Linked DNA regions of Sus scrofa: region 1 is linked to region 2. A link is a contact called in public promoter capture Hi-C data. All regions are on one chromosome and are shown on one strand. The core of a region is the stretch at or near the end of the contact, and the rest is flanking DNA. Distances in the headings are between cores, read along the strand shown. Region 1 overlaps PLEKHA1 (pleckstrin homology domain-containing family A member 1). Region 2 holds the start of PLEKHA1 (pleckstrin homology domain-containing family A member 1).

The links. Promoter capture Hi-C pulls out the DNA fragments that hold promoters and counts their contacts.
Region 1: a contact with region 2 is called in a promoter capture Hi-C map of liver, with 2.6 times the contacts expected there. The contact joins the enhancer-like site here to the promoter of PLEKHA1 in region 2. A contact is called at or near these places in 3 of 5 promoter capture datasets (fetal skeletal muscle and liver), 5 of 47 Hi-C or Micro-C datasets (alveolar macrophages, embryonic fibroblasts, fetal heart ventricle and 2 more) and 2 of 2 datasets of contacts at active chromatin or transcription factors (alveolar macrophages and skeletal muscle).

Annotation. Positions count from the first base shown.
Region 1 is chr14:132,009,758-132,016,344 of Sscrofa11.1, forward strand. It overlaps PLEKHA1 (pleckstrin homology domain-containing family A member 1), which reads left to right. Exons shown (of 13, transcript XM_005654150.3): 10 at 1-64; 11 at 1,827-1,916; 12 at 3,172-3,212; 13 at 4,537-6,587. The coding sequence ends at 4,741. Among named protein-coding and RNA genes, the nearest start is that of HTRA1, 30 kb to the right of the region's middle. Within about 2 kb of position 4,759, at least 7 of the 83 cell types and tissues checked have an H3K27ac peak or open chromatin away from gene starts, as enhancers often do. A contact at or near this core is called in liver, where this site is marked.
Region 2 is chr14:131,957,240-131,964,015 of Sscrofa11.1, forward strand. PLEKHA1 (pleckstrin homology domain-containing family A member 1) reads left to right here and starts at 3,693. Exons shown (of 13, transcript XM_005654150.3): 1 at 3,693-3,976.

The DNA of each region.
Region 1 (6,587 bases), core at 3,509-6,008, 54 kb after region 2:
TGACATAATGATGAGGGACAACCTCTTTGAAATTGTAACATCGTCTCGAACTTTCTATGTGCAGGTAAGATACTACTTTGGCGATTATAGATCCTCCTAACAAGAAATTAGTCATTTTAGAGGTAAAATGAACACAAATAAATGTGTTGCTCATAAAAATAAGCAAAAAATATGACAAATAATACAAATGTAATTAATAAAACTTAATCATATAAAGATAATTGGCAGGTCATATATATGTTCAGCAAATAAGGATATTCTTTGCTGGAAATTTGTTGAATAATTGTTATTGGGAGGAAGGGAATTTAAATTATATCACTGTTTGGTAATTTTACAAAAAGGGAGGCCCAAATGTCCATAATAAAAGTACCCAGTAGGAGTTACTTTGTGGTGCGGTGGTGCGGTGGGTTAAGGATCCAGCATTATCAGTGCAGCAGCTCTGGTAGCTGCTGTGGCAGATTGGACCCCTGGCCCAGGAATTCCGTATGCTACAGCCAGAAAAATTAAATAAAAATAAATAATTCAGTATTAAAAAAAAAAGTATGCAGTAGATCTTATAATTTCAGGAATGATAGGTAGGTATCCTGTATTTAAGTTTAAAATACATTTTTTACTTACCAGATTGATTTGTTTAGATAAATTATTTAAAAGAACATTTGTTTTATGAAAGTTCTTACATATGCTTATTGCAGAAAATTTAGAAAATACAGAAAAATAGGAAGACAAATGTTGTATTTTATTAAACAAACTCCACATTCAGGCAGCCGTTTTTTTCCTTCGTGAGGACATGTCTGTTTATGACAGGCAGGAGCATATGAAGTATTGTGGTATATATATCCTTTCGTTTACCATAGTCATTTTTTTCCCATGACATTAAAATTCTCTGAACACCTTTTAGAATCATATTCTCATGCATGAATGTTTCACAATTAAGCTGTTCTCTGCTGCACTCTTACTGATCACTCAGTGATACAGTTTTTATACATTTACTGTGATAAAGTAATGTGGTGGTGAACACTTTGTGCACAAATTTGCCTGATTTTCCTACTTTATGATGTTTCTAGAGTGAGAATAACTATCTGAGCATGAACCTTATTTTGCCAAATTGATTTCTAGACCGGTGCTCCTGTTTGCGGTGAATCACTGAAAGTATACCCTACCTTTGCCTCCTTTGAGTTTTTCCTTTTAAGAATTCTCGTTACTGTCGTTAACTCAGAAGTGTTACTTGTATCTTTAACTTTTTTAAACTTCTAGATTCTAGAATCTAGAAGCGAAGAGCAGTACCTCTCCACCCCTCTGCGGGCCTTCATCGGATGAAAGTCAGAGAGAGGTTTTTAATGTACATGGGAGCCCTGGTCCTATCAAGGAAGATGAGGCTTTGGAAAGTGACTACCAGTACCTCTTTTAGGGGTAGGGTACTCTTAGAAATGGTTTTTAGAAAAATGATGATGTGAAAATGGTTTTAGAACTGCACAATTACAGAGAGATTCTTCTTGAAAATTCAGACAGTATAGCAGGAGGAGAGCAAAATGAGAAGATCTTGCTCTGACTTCTTCCCCTCCTTGTTTTCTCTCTAGAATTATTCATATTGAGACTTTTCAATGTGTCTCATCTTAAAACACTAAATGCCTGGCTTACATCTCTATGTAATAACTTACCCAGCAAAACCTGGTTTAAAAAAAGTGGTTTCTAAAATTTTGGGGCAGTCGTTGCATTGGAATGATTTTATTGTTGACATTATTAATTACCAAAATGAATACACAGGTTTTATAGACAGGAGCCAATTTTGCGGAACACCTGACTGAATGGCTCCTTCCTTCCCTCAGGCCGATAGCCCGGAAGAGATGCACAGCTGGATTAAAGCCGTCTCTGGCGCCATCGTAGCACAGCGGGGGCCCGGCAGATCCGCTTCCTCTGTATGTTCCCTCCTCTCTGGGGTGATACTCCCTTGGGACCCCTGATCCTGTCAAGTTATTTTTCTTCCTCTCCCCCTAATCCTTTTGGTTTCTTTCTGTTTTGAGATTTATCTGCATGTTGACTTTCATACCAATTGGACTTGCAAAAAAAAATAATGCGTTTCTAATTTAATGCTTCCTGTAGTGTTCTGTATACGTAACTTCCTGTGCATTGTATTGTCTTAAATGCACAAGCAGGGCAACTAAAGAATGAACATCTCCTTGTTTTGTTTTAGGAGTTCTTACTTGTCAGTAGGTCCAGATTTGGTATAATTTTACCAATTTTTAGGAGGGTATTTGGCCTGATCACGAAAGGTTACCTTTAGTTGTAGCATTACACAGCTTTGTCACGGTCTCAATTTCCTTTTTACTTCCTATAATTTCAATTTAGGCTTTCCTTCATAGTTCCGTAAAAGAGTTGAGCAGCTCGAACCTTGAATATAATCTAGTATTCTCAGCTGGTGTTTTCCACTTCATGTTTTCATTCTCATTTTTTTTACTAGGTTAATTTAAGAAGCTGCTTTTTACTCTCTTAATTGTCTTTGTGGTAGTATAATAATAAAATTAAAACAGCTGAACATTCTCAGATAGTAAGAAGAATATTTTTACTTTTTAAGTTTATCATGTAAAGTTATGTCATAGGAATAAGTAAGATCTGGCTTTAGAATACTTTGGTCACTGATCTCTGATCTGAAAATACAAATTCTACCAAGAAATGAAAAACTTTTCGGTGCCTTGAAGCACAGCCCATGCATCTGCAGTAGGTAGTTTAATATGTAGCATGAAAGCCTTTATTATCTGGACTCATGGTCAATGCTAGACATTCTGCACTTTAGGTATTTTCCAGTGTTGCAGTAATATTGTCTTTTAATAGTTTCTTGTTAGAAATAGCTATAGATCAGTAAATACAAATCCATTTTTTCTCATTTTTCAAGTGGTTTTTCCTACATCGTTTTGGGACTCTCTTACAGTATTTTCGTAGGGGTTCATTTGGTAACTGCCTGTGTGTTATGTGCCCTTTTCAGCAGTCAAGTATGAGACTCTCTGCAAAAACAATGTCTGTCGGGAAGAGGAAAAGTTGGAGAAGGGCGTTTGTGTTTCGTGCTTTGTGGTGGGGGCAAGTTGGACTGTCCACCTGTAACTATCAGCAGAACTTTCTTTCCTCCCCCTCCCCAGTATAGGTTGACTCTAATCCTAGCTTTGCACTGTGTTCCAGATGCGGCAGGCCAGAAGGCTGTCGAACCCTTGTATACAGAGGTATACGCCAAGAGCTGGGGAATGCAGCACGTATGTGGGCTCTCACGCAGACGTGCCTTCTTACTAGAGGGCCCGGACTTACTCACTACTGACCACTGATTCTAGAAAGTTGAGTTAACCAGACTGCCTTCTGCAGTGACCGTAACTGACTTTGTCAGCACTAACGCACACCCTCTCACTGCCGTCATCAGGTTGGATATGCAGCTTTAAAAAAGATCAATAATGAAGAAAGTAGAACTTTACCAAATGAGAAGGTCGTATCTATCTTCGGAAACTAAATTATTGATGGCCACGGGAGTTTCAATTTCTGTAGTTTATGTACTTTGTGATTTTTTGTACTATACCACTCGAAGTGCACCTTTATGGTAACACTGTGTGCAGACTCATGCCTGCGTATGCATTGGATAGACTGCATGCACGGCGTCTCACACCTCAGGTGAAACTTGGCTAGCTAATGGGAATCTGTGGTGTTTCGGTGATTGTAGCACTTTTTTTTTTTTTCTCAAAGCTACTAATGTCACAAATGCACACGGTATACTAGGAACTATATGGCAATGCATTTGGAAGGGTCGTGTTTAAGATTATCTTCAGATTTGATTTCATTAGAAGCATATTGAAGTTAAAATTCGCAGTAATTTTACCACAGCTTTAATAAATGCTTAAATATGTACCCTTTGCTACCTTTAAAATCTCAAGCCATATGAACGTATGCCATACGCAAAAACAAATAATTCAGTACGAAGTGAAAAGACTGCTGTTATTTGTGGCAGTAAAATTCAGGGAAGCAAAAGCTAAATTTGTGAGGCTGCCAGGCAAAACAATAGGTTTGAAAAATGTTGCGTTCTGCTCATTAAAGAAAGAAGGACCTTTAATTTTTATATTCTGCATTTTCATTTTTTAGTCTTTCTAGAATATGTGGAATAATTCCTAGTGTTAGTGAGAATAGACTGAAATAAAATGGCGAAGCTGGTAGGCCCGCAGTTAAAACAGTTGAGTTGCAATTGGAACACGGCTTTCCTGTTGAGGCTGACTGTGTCTTCAGAGTGTCAGAGCTGACACATTTGGCGTTGGTGACAGAGCTGGTTTCTTAGCGGAAATGGTTGTTGGCTGTCATTGCTCTAAACTCACTCCTAAAAATGCATTGCTTTGGGCTAGAACTTGCACACGTCTGCTGCATGGCTCATGCTTCTGCTCTGTGTGTGTGTGTGTGTGTGTGTGTGTGTGTGTTTTGTTCTGTTTGTTTTTCAGAGGATAAAGTCTCACACTGAGTGACTGACCTTGTCCCCAGTGCCCAGCCGTGTCTGACCTGCCCTCCTCTTTGCAGGAGCCTTCCGGCTGTCCTTCCGAACCCAAACGCGCTGGCCGCCCGGCCTACGCAGCCGCCTCACATTCCACAGCCGCTCGCAGCAACTCTTTGGTCTCAAGCTTTACCGTGGAGAAGCGAGGATTTTACGAATCTCTTGCCAAGGTCAAGCCAGGGAACTTCAAGGTCCAGACTGTCTCTCCAAGAGAACCAGCTCCCAAAGTGACTGAACAAGCTCTGCTAAAACCTCAGCGTAAAGACGGCCCTCAGGAACCAGACTGTGACCCCGTGGACTTGGATGACGCTAGCCTTCCAGTCAGTGACGTGTGAGGGAGGCACCCGAAGCCTGACCCCCCGTTTAGCCCTCAGTGTCCTTGCACGAGGCTTCTAGCCAAAGATGACAAAGGGGAGAGGGTTTCCATGCATATAGCCTCGTAGACGCACTCTTTCTAAGCTGGTAAACCAAGAATCTAGGACGTAGCCAAACGAAATGTAACTTCTTGAAAGAAAGAAAGAAACCTTAAGTGTCTCAGCATCAGCTGTCAGCAGCTTTGTTCTCACTGGGGTGGTAAAAACGTGTGTGCAACCTCTTTTCCTAGTGAATTTGACAACTTCAGTGTTCCACAGTTTAAACCATTAACAAGGCTTATTAATTATTTTGGTTGTTTTAAAAATGCTACTGTGATTTCCTATTAAATGTTCAATCTTTACACATTCGTGCTGGTTAATATTATTGAATGAAATATTGCCAGGCAAATATACCTAAAACTCATGACGCGTCTGGGTGCTGTAAAATTTATACTGCGGTGTGGACAGTTTTGAAATGGTCACCATTTTTGATGCTGTGGATCCCAGGTGAGTGGTAGGTTTTGCATAGGGGATGTTATTGGACTGTTAGGGTTGTGGGTTGTACTGGGGTGGAGGAAGGGGGGAAATGAGAAATCAAACAGTCGTGTCTCAGACATTGGTTTGTAAAAGCTTAATCAAGACCTGGCAGACGTCATCGCTTTATTCAGTGAAAATTATTTGGTATGAAATTTCTGGAAGATCTGATTTGCTTGTCAAAGTTTTGTAAATAGGTCTTATTTCTGTACGTGGATCAGCGAACGACCTCAAGTTTATATGTAAAGACATGCAGCCCTTAGTCCTGTGATCATAGCCTTTGCTTTTTGTCACTAATACCCTATATTCAAGTGCCTGTGTTTTCCATCTTGTCGAGGAATGTTTGAGATGAATGTGCTCAGAAGGCCTGCATGTGATTGGTTTTAAACAGTTGGGATGAAATTAATTTTCAGTAGCATAGTTTAACATATTAAATAAGAAACCATTTTGTTTTAGACCAGAATGTTGTCATTCTCCTGTCTGTGCAATATATCTGTTTTAGCACACAGATCTGAGTAGACCTTTAATCATGGGCTGTCACAGATGTGAGCGCCTCTCGAAAAAAATCATTAGTTTCGGGTGTTGAGTAACAGACCAGTTTGACCAAGTACTGTTTTTAACGGTTCAGTCTTAAACATTTGCTTTAAGAAAATAGTCTTGAATTTCACATGCTGCTATTTGTATGCTGTTTTGCCATATTGCAAGTACTGTCTTGTTTTGAATTCGTACATGTCACCATTTCTGCTCTTCATTTTCTAAGATGACTTCTTTGGAAAAGAGATTTCTTACTAGGGTGGTGGGGTCCCGAGGTTACTATCTCTTACACCAGAATTATAACATCAGTTTAAAAATCCGGGTGCATAAAGAATGCACCACTCAACATTTTCGTTCATAAGCTAATATTTTAAAAACTTATACGTAGATCGTTTCTTTTTTGCAGCTGCATTTGAAAATAGAATGATAGAATGAAAGGTTTGAAGTAGTTATCACACTTTCAGCAAACTCTTAGCTTCTTTTTCATGAACACACCGTGGACAGTTGGCAGTATTTGGGAACCTAATGCTGTTTTTGTTGGTACAGCTTCCATGTTGCATGTTCGTTTTAATATTTTGGTATTGGTATTTGATATATTTCATAGTGGCAAAATATTAGCTCTATTTTGGAACTTTTTATAGAACTACCCTTGTATT
Region 2 (6,776 bases), core at 2,443-4,942:
GCTAAAAACATCCAAGTGCATTACACATACAAGGCAGGAAGATGATGACGACAAAGATGCTTTAAAGGTAACCTGCAGATTCTTGAATTCAGACTCCTCCTCTCCCTTTTCTTCAGATGACAAGTATCCATGGAATATTCCAGCATTCCTCAGCACCGTCTGTGGGTCCTGAATGTTCTTGGTTTGCTCCCAGACTGCAATTTCAACAAGGGAATATTCCACATACTTTTTTTTTTTTAATAACACTGAAAGCACTGTTATATAATAAATCTCTCCATCCAAAAAAAAAAAAAAAAAAAAAAAAAAAAGGCTGGAGGAAAAGCGAAGTGATTTGGGGGGTTTTGTTTGGTTTGTTTTGTTTTAGGTTGTGGTTTTTGTTTTGTTTTCTGTCATCGTGTTTATTGGCTGATCCTGAGCCTTCTACACAGCAGGGTGCTAACAGGTCCTGGTTATACTGCAACCTTGAAGTAGCGCTTGCTGTGTGTCTTTGGGCAAATTGAGCCATTACTCTGGCTTTCCTCGTTGTCTATAAATGTGACTCCAGATGTCAAACAACGTTTGGGGCTTGTTAGGAAAAAAGAGCAAAGGAATAATTTAAAACCACTCAGTCAATCCTGTCACGTGGTAATAACTCTCAGGAGAAAGTCTCCCTCTCTCTGGAGGGAGTGAGAGTCTCTGCATCAGTGGTCTGATCGCTGCATGTGGGTTTTCAGATCAAATGCAAGACATTAAGTTTGAATTTGAATTTCAGATAAACAAGGAATATATATATATATTTTTATCTTACATATGTCCCAAATATCTCATCTAGAATTTTCTAGGATTCTGGAGCTGGAGACCCTTCTAGACTCTCTAGCCAGGGAAGACAAGTTCAAATGCCTAGAGAGATTAAGCAGGTGACATCTGGATTTTTATTTAAAATCTCCCTTTTTAAAAATTAATTTATTTTATTTTCAGGGCCACACCCAAGGCATATGGAAGTTCCCAAGCTAGGGGTTGAATAGGAACTGCAGCAACTCAGGATCTGAGCCATGTCTGCAACATACGTTGCAGCTTGCAGCAATGCCGGATACTTAACCCACTGAGCAAGGCCAGGGATCGAACCCACGTCCTCATAGATACTAGTCGGGTTCGTTATAGATGAGCTACAACAGAACTCCTCGAATCTCCCTATTTAAAATTTTTTTTCTTTTTTTTTTTTTGGCTTTGTCTGTGACACATGGAAGTTCCCAGGCCAGGAATCGAACCTACACCACAGCAGCGACCAGAGCCTCTGCAGTGACAACACTGCATCACAAGAGAACTCCTGAAATCTCCTATTTTTAAATGTTAGCCACACATTCGGTTAAAAATAAAACCCACTGTGTGAGCAAAAGGAAACAGCTCTGGCCAGTTTATAAACTATGATGGGCCAAATCCTTTCAACCATTGTAAAAATGAGGAAATGAGGCCTCGGGAAGACAGGTGTCAGCACGGCCACACTGCTAAGGTTTTTCAAAAGATAAGAAAACAATCTCCTTGGAAATGTTGAAATGTTGAAGAGCAGCTGAAAGAGCCGGGGGTGGGGGTGTGGAGGGGAAGCATTCTCTGCAGTCTGGAGAGCTTTTTCCTCGCCATTGACTTATCAGATCCTGAGAATATTCTGTAAGGGGAGCAGGTGAGGTCACTGGGCATCAGAAAGGCAACATGCCCCCTCTGCCTAATGTCACAGGTCAGTGCCCACAGATAGGTCTAGGGCTGTTTTTCACTTCGCTTCTGTTTGGAATGAGATAATATCTAAGTTTCCTTTAGGATCTCAAAATGGCAAACTCTAAATCCGATTTTCTGCCTCATAAACAGAAGTGAGTCAGGAGGTCAGCCTTGGTGATGAGACTTTTTTTTTTTTTTTTTTTTTTTTTTGTCTTTTTGCCTTTTTCTAGGGCCATACCCTCGGCATATGGAGGTTCCCAGGCTAGGGGTCTAATCGGAGCTGTAGCTGCCGGCCTATGCCACAGCCACAGCAACGCTGGATCTGAGCTCCGTCTGTGACCTACTCCACAGCTCACGGCGACGCCGGATCCTTAATCCACTGAGCAAGGCCAGGGTTCCTAGTCGGATTCGTTAACCATTGAACCACAACGGGAACTCTGGTGATGAGAACTTTTAACCCAGTTCACAAATAAAGATGGGGTTAAGTCGTCTCAGTTTCAGCCATGTCACCAGCCTGGGCAGCATTTGCCTTGTGTTTTCTGTCCTAGCAGCTGTACATATACAGCTTATCCATGGCTGGACATTGGTTTGTCTCCTGCACATCTTCACATAGGAAGGATGTTCTGAAGGTGTTGATAAAGATTTCGAAGGGGGAAGGATGTGATCTAAGGCTGTGTGGGGGAAGGAAAGGAAGAAGGACTCAAATGAAACAAATATTTATTGAGAACCTGGTGTGTGCCATGCACTATGACAGGCGTGGCATATAATCCTTTCCCAGCTCTTTGCATGTCTGAATAATTCTGTTTTTTTTTTTAGGATTCAGCTCAAAATTCATTTCCCCTGAGAGCTTTCCCTGACCATTCTTCTTCTTCTTCTTTTTTTTTTTTTTTTTGGACTTTGTCTCTTCCAGGGCTGCACCCGCAGCATACGGAGGCCAGGTATGGAATCCGAAACCTCCTGGTTCCTAGTTGGATTCCTTAACCACTGAGCCACAAGGAACTCTTGACTATCCTTTTTAATGAGCCCCTCCTTACACTGTCTCTTTAACTTGTTTTGTTTCTCCAAGGCATTAACCATTAACATATGTATTTATCTTTATCCTTTTTTTTTTCTTTTCTTCCTCCACCCCAAACACCCTCTGACCCAGGCTGCACTTGAGGCACATGGAAGTTCCCAGGATTGGAATTGGAGCCACAGCCACATCAATTCCAAATCGGACCTACACCGCAGCTCACTGTAACGCCAGATCCTTAACCCACCGAGCGGGGCCACAGAGGGAACTGGCATTTTCATGGATACTAGTTGGGTTCATTACTGCTGAGCCACAAGGGGAACTCTCAATGTATTTTATCTTGCTTTTTAAGGACTAGCTCCTCCTACAGACTGCAGGCTCCATGACACTTGTTCTCAAGTGTATACCAAGTCTGGCCTTGACATGGTAGGCGCTCAACAAACACTTGAAATATTTACGAGTAAATATTTATGACAACACATATTTACGTTCCAGCCTTTGGACTAATCGAATTTCTACTAAACCACCCTTTAAGTTTCTCTAAGCCTCCTGTCCTATTAAGTAGGAAGTGGATCTACAGTTCTAGAGAGAAAGAAATTGTTAGGAGCAAAAAATTGGGGTGAAGAGTTGTAAAGCTTTTTTTCCCCAGGTCGCACAATAGCCTGTGAATTTATACCTCCTGGACTGATTATGGGACAGCTTACAAACTAATTATCTGCAAAAGAATGAAACTTATTTTTAAAGATCCCTGTGCCTGGAAGTTCTAGGCGGTGACATAAGACAATCCTGAATTCCACCCTCGAGCCAAGCCTGGTCGTCCTGAAAAACTACGAATCCCAGGATGCACCGCAGTGCAAGGGCCCAGAGCCCCGTGCGCGGTCCTCCCCGAGGCGTCCGGGGTCTCCTCCCTTGGAACCAGGAAAGACGCCCGGAACCCGGCCCACCACGCCTCCAGGACCTGCGCGGGGCGTGTCGGGACTTGTAGTCTCCGCGGGCTGGGAGTGCCTGCTCCGGAATCTCGGCCGCCGTCTGGGGGCTGAGGCGGCGCGGGCACGCGTGCGCAGTGCGCAGGCGGGCCGTCGTGGGCGCCGCTCCCGGCTTCTCACTGCCTGTGGGACCCCGGGCCGCGGCGGCGCGGGTGCTGCAGGTCCAGGGCCGCTGGGAAGTTCCGCGTGAGGACCTCCGCGGCGCCGGGGCGGGGTGAGCCGGGCCGGGCTCCGAGAGCGCGGCGCCCGCTGAAGCGAGCTGGGAGGCTCGAGGGGCTGGCGGGCACTGGTGAGTGCGGGGCGGCGGGCGGCGGGCGGCGCGGAGTCCCGGCCCCCGCGGCTCCTCTGCTCGCGGGTCCGCCCTTGCGGCTGCACCTGGGCGAGGCCGCGGGGCCGGCTCACCTGCGCGCGCCAGCTCCCGGCGGCGTCGTCTTCTCGCGGCTCCTTCCTTTATTGTTGTCCTGACCTCGGCCCTCGGCGGCGTCCGGCCGAGGAGGGTGGGGAGCCCGGCGGCGGTCGCCGTCGCCGGGGAGCTAGCCGGTGGTTCTGCTAAAAAGTGCGGTCGCGCCCTCCCCCTGGACGCCCGCGCCGGCCAGCTGTCCGGGGATTCCCGGCAGGCGACGCCTTTCGGAGTGGCTCGACTTCAGGGCTGTGCCCACCGGGGCTCAGCTGCCTTGGGCATCGTTTTTTATTATTTTCATGCGCTTTCATTTTAGGACTCACCGAGTCAAGTCGACTCCGCCCTGCGCCTTAGCATCCTGCAGTGTTAGTGCTTTCCCCTCGCACCTTAATTATGCAGATGACCAGTGCGACAGCTGGAAGTGACTTATCCAGGGTCACTCAGGTAGCACCAGGGAGGCAACCGGAACCCAGGTGTTTAAGCTTAGAGGCCAGCTGCCAGTCGCACCGCTTTGGAACAGTCTTGAGTGGTTTGTGGTTTATTTCAGATGCTTTCTATTGACCCTCCTGGATAGACCATCGGAGGGGAAAGTGTGGTCATAATGAAAGTAGTGTTTACTGCTTTTGGTAGAATTGTAGTTGTGCTGTGCCCCGAAGCAGAGCAGTTGCCCTCGGCTGGGCACCTAAATAGTGAAACTCCATCACTGTTTGGGGGCAGGTGCTAGTGCAGGTTATAGAAGATACAGCCAGGCAATTTGTGCCATTTTCCTCTCCTGTTTCACCTTCCAATCCTAGTACTTGTTTTCTTATTTTACGATTGATGGTTGTCTGTTTTGATAAGATTTTCTTTGCTTTGACGAAGTCATTGCCCTTTGTGAATTAGTTTTCTAACTAGAAAATCTTACTTCCTGTGTGCTTAATGACTGGAACCAATAGTGCACTATGCGGTTTTTACCATTGTCTTTTATCTTCCAACTACTGATCAATCTGCTCTATTTTCCCTCAAGCACTCAGCTCACATACTTTCTCTGGTTAATGCCATTGAAACACGTTGCAGCAAAATTTGGGTAAGCTTTTTATGATTCAGAGAAAAACTTGAAAAAAATCATTCTGTAAAACTATATTTTTCTTCACGAAAGAACTTGGGCTATTATTAAAAAAATAGTAAGATTCATGCTGACTAAACTGCTTATTCTCGTAACCGAAATTTTCATGTTGGGCAAAAAAATATTTCCCTAAATAGCGTTCGTTTAAATATTCCTTACCTCGAGTCATTTTTTCCCAGGGGAGAGCACATTTTATGATACTTATATATTTAAACAAGACTATTTAAGCTTAGCAGAATTTGAGTTAATAGTTGGTTTATTTTATGGTGCTATAAACCCAACTGTACCCATTGATAGGATTCTCTTGAAGCATATCCCTGGATCAGAGGATATGGCTGTTAATTTGTCCTTTGAAGTAAGCAGGAGATTACTTTTGTGACGTTAAGAAGATGTGATTTATATGTATTGAAACTGCTTCCTACTTCACTTTATCTTGTTAACTAGTGTTTTTATTGTTGCTTTGGGGAAGGAGGGGGAAGTAGCAGATTTGTATCTTTTCTTTTTTCCTCTGGGTTTTAGCAATGTAGCACAAAAGGAAAGAGGTGGTGTGTAAATTTGAGTTTGTCATAGACTAGGAGAGACAGTAAAACAGGATAAGTATACAATTGTTAGGAAGTTGCCATGAATTCATAAGCCGGAAGGACCTTTTTAGAATTGTTTAAGGACATTAAGAATAGCATTGAATTACTTTCTTTAAAAAGTCACTGTGGGCAGTATTCCATGTTGGTTGTTAATATATGAGATATGATGATATTGAAGACTCCTAGGAAAATACTTGGGAAAGATGGAAACATTTTATTTTTTTATAGGGCTTTTTCTCTAAAAATGTTTAATGCAGCTTAAAAAAAAAAAAAAAGACAAGACTGAAAGTTCTTGACGCCCTAGTGCAAAACGCATAGTTACTTCTGGATGAAACCCACGAAGTAATTTATTAGCATAATTTAAGTCAGGCTTTGACATTGAAAGACTGCTTGATGTTAAATAATCATTCTTGTTGTTTGAACAACTGTCATTTAAGAGTGAGGAAGATAAATAGTTTTCTGAATAAAATGTAGTAATTATTCAGATGTGACAGTAGTTACACTCTGCCTTTACTAGACAGAAAATCTCAAATTCTTCAGCAGCAACTGTCTCAGTTGTGAGCTGAGGTAGTGTACAAATATTCCTTGTTCACATACTTGGGCATTTTACTTTTTGTTTGTTTGTTTGTTTTTGCTTTTTAGGGCCTAACTGAGACGTTTGGAAGTTCCCAGGCTAGGAGTCGAATCAGAACTACAGCTGCTGGTCTACACCACAGCCACGGCAACGCCAGAATATAGCCGAGTCTGTGACCTACACCACAGCTCATGGCAACACCAGATCCCGGACCCACTAATTGAGGCCAGGGATTGAACTTGCATCCTCATGGATACTAGTCAGATTCATTTCTGCTGAGCCATGATAGGAACTCCTGAGCATTTTACTTTTGATAATATTAAAATTTGATTTGGAGTTCCTGTCGTGGCTCAGTGGTTAACGAACCCGACTAGAAACCGTGAGGTTGCAGGTTCAGTCTCTGACCTTGGTCAGTGGGTTAAGGATCTG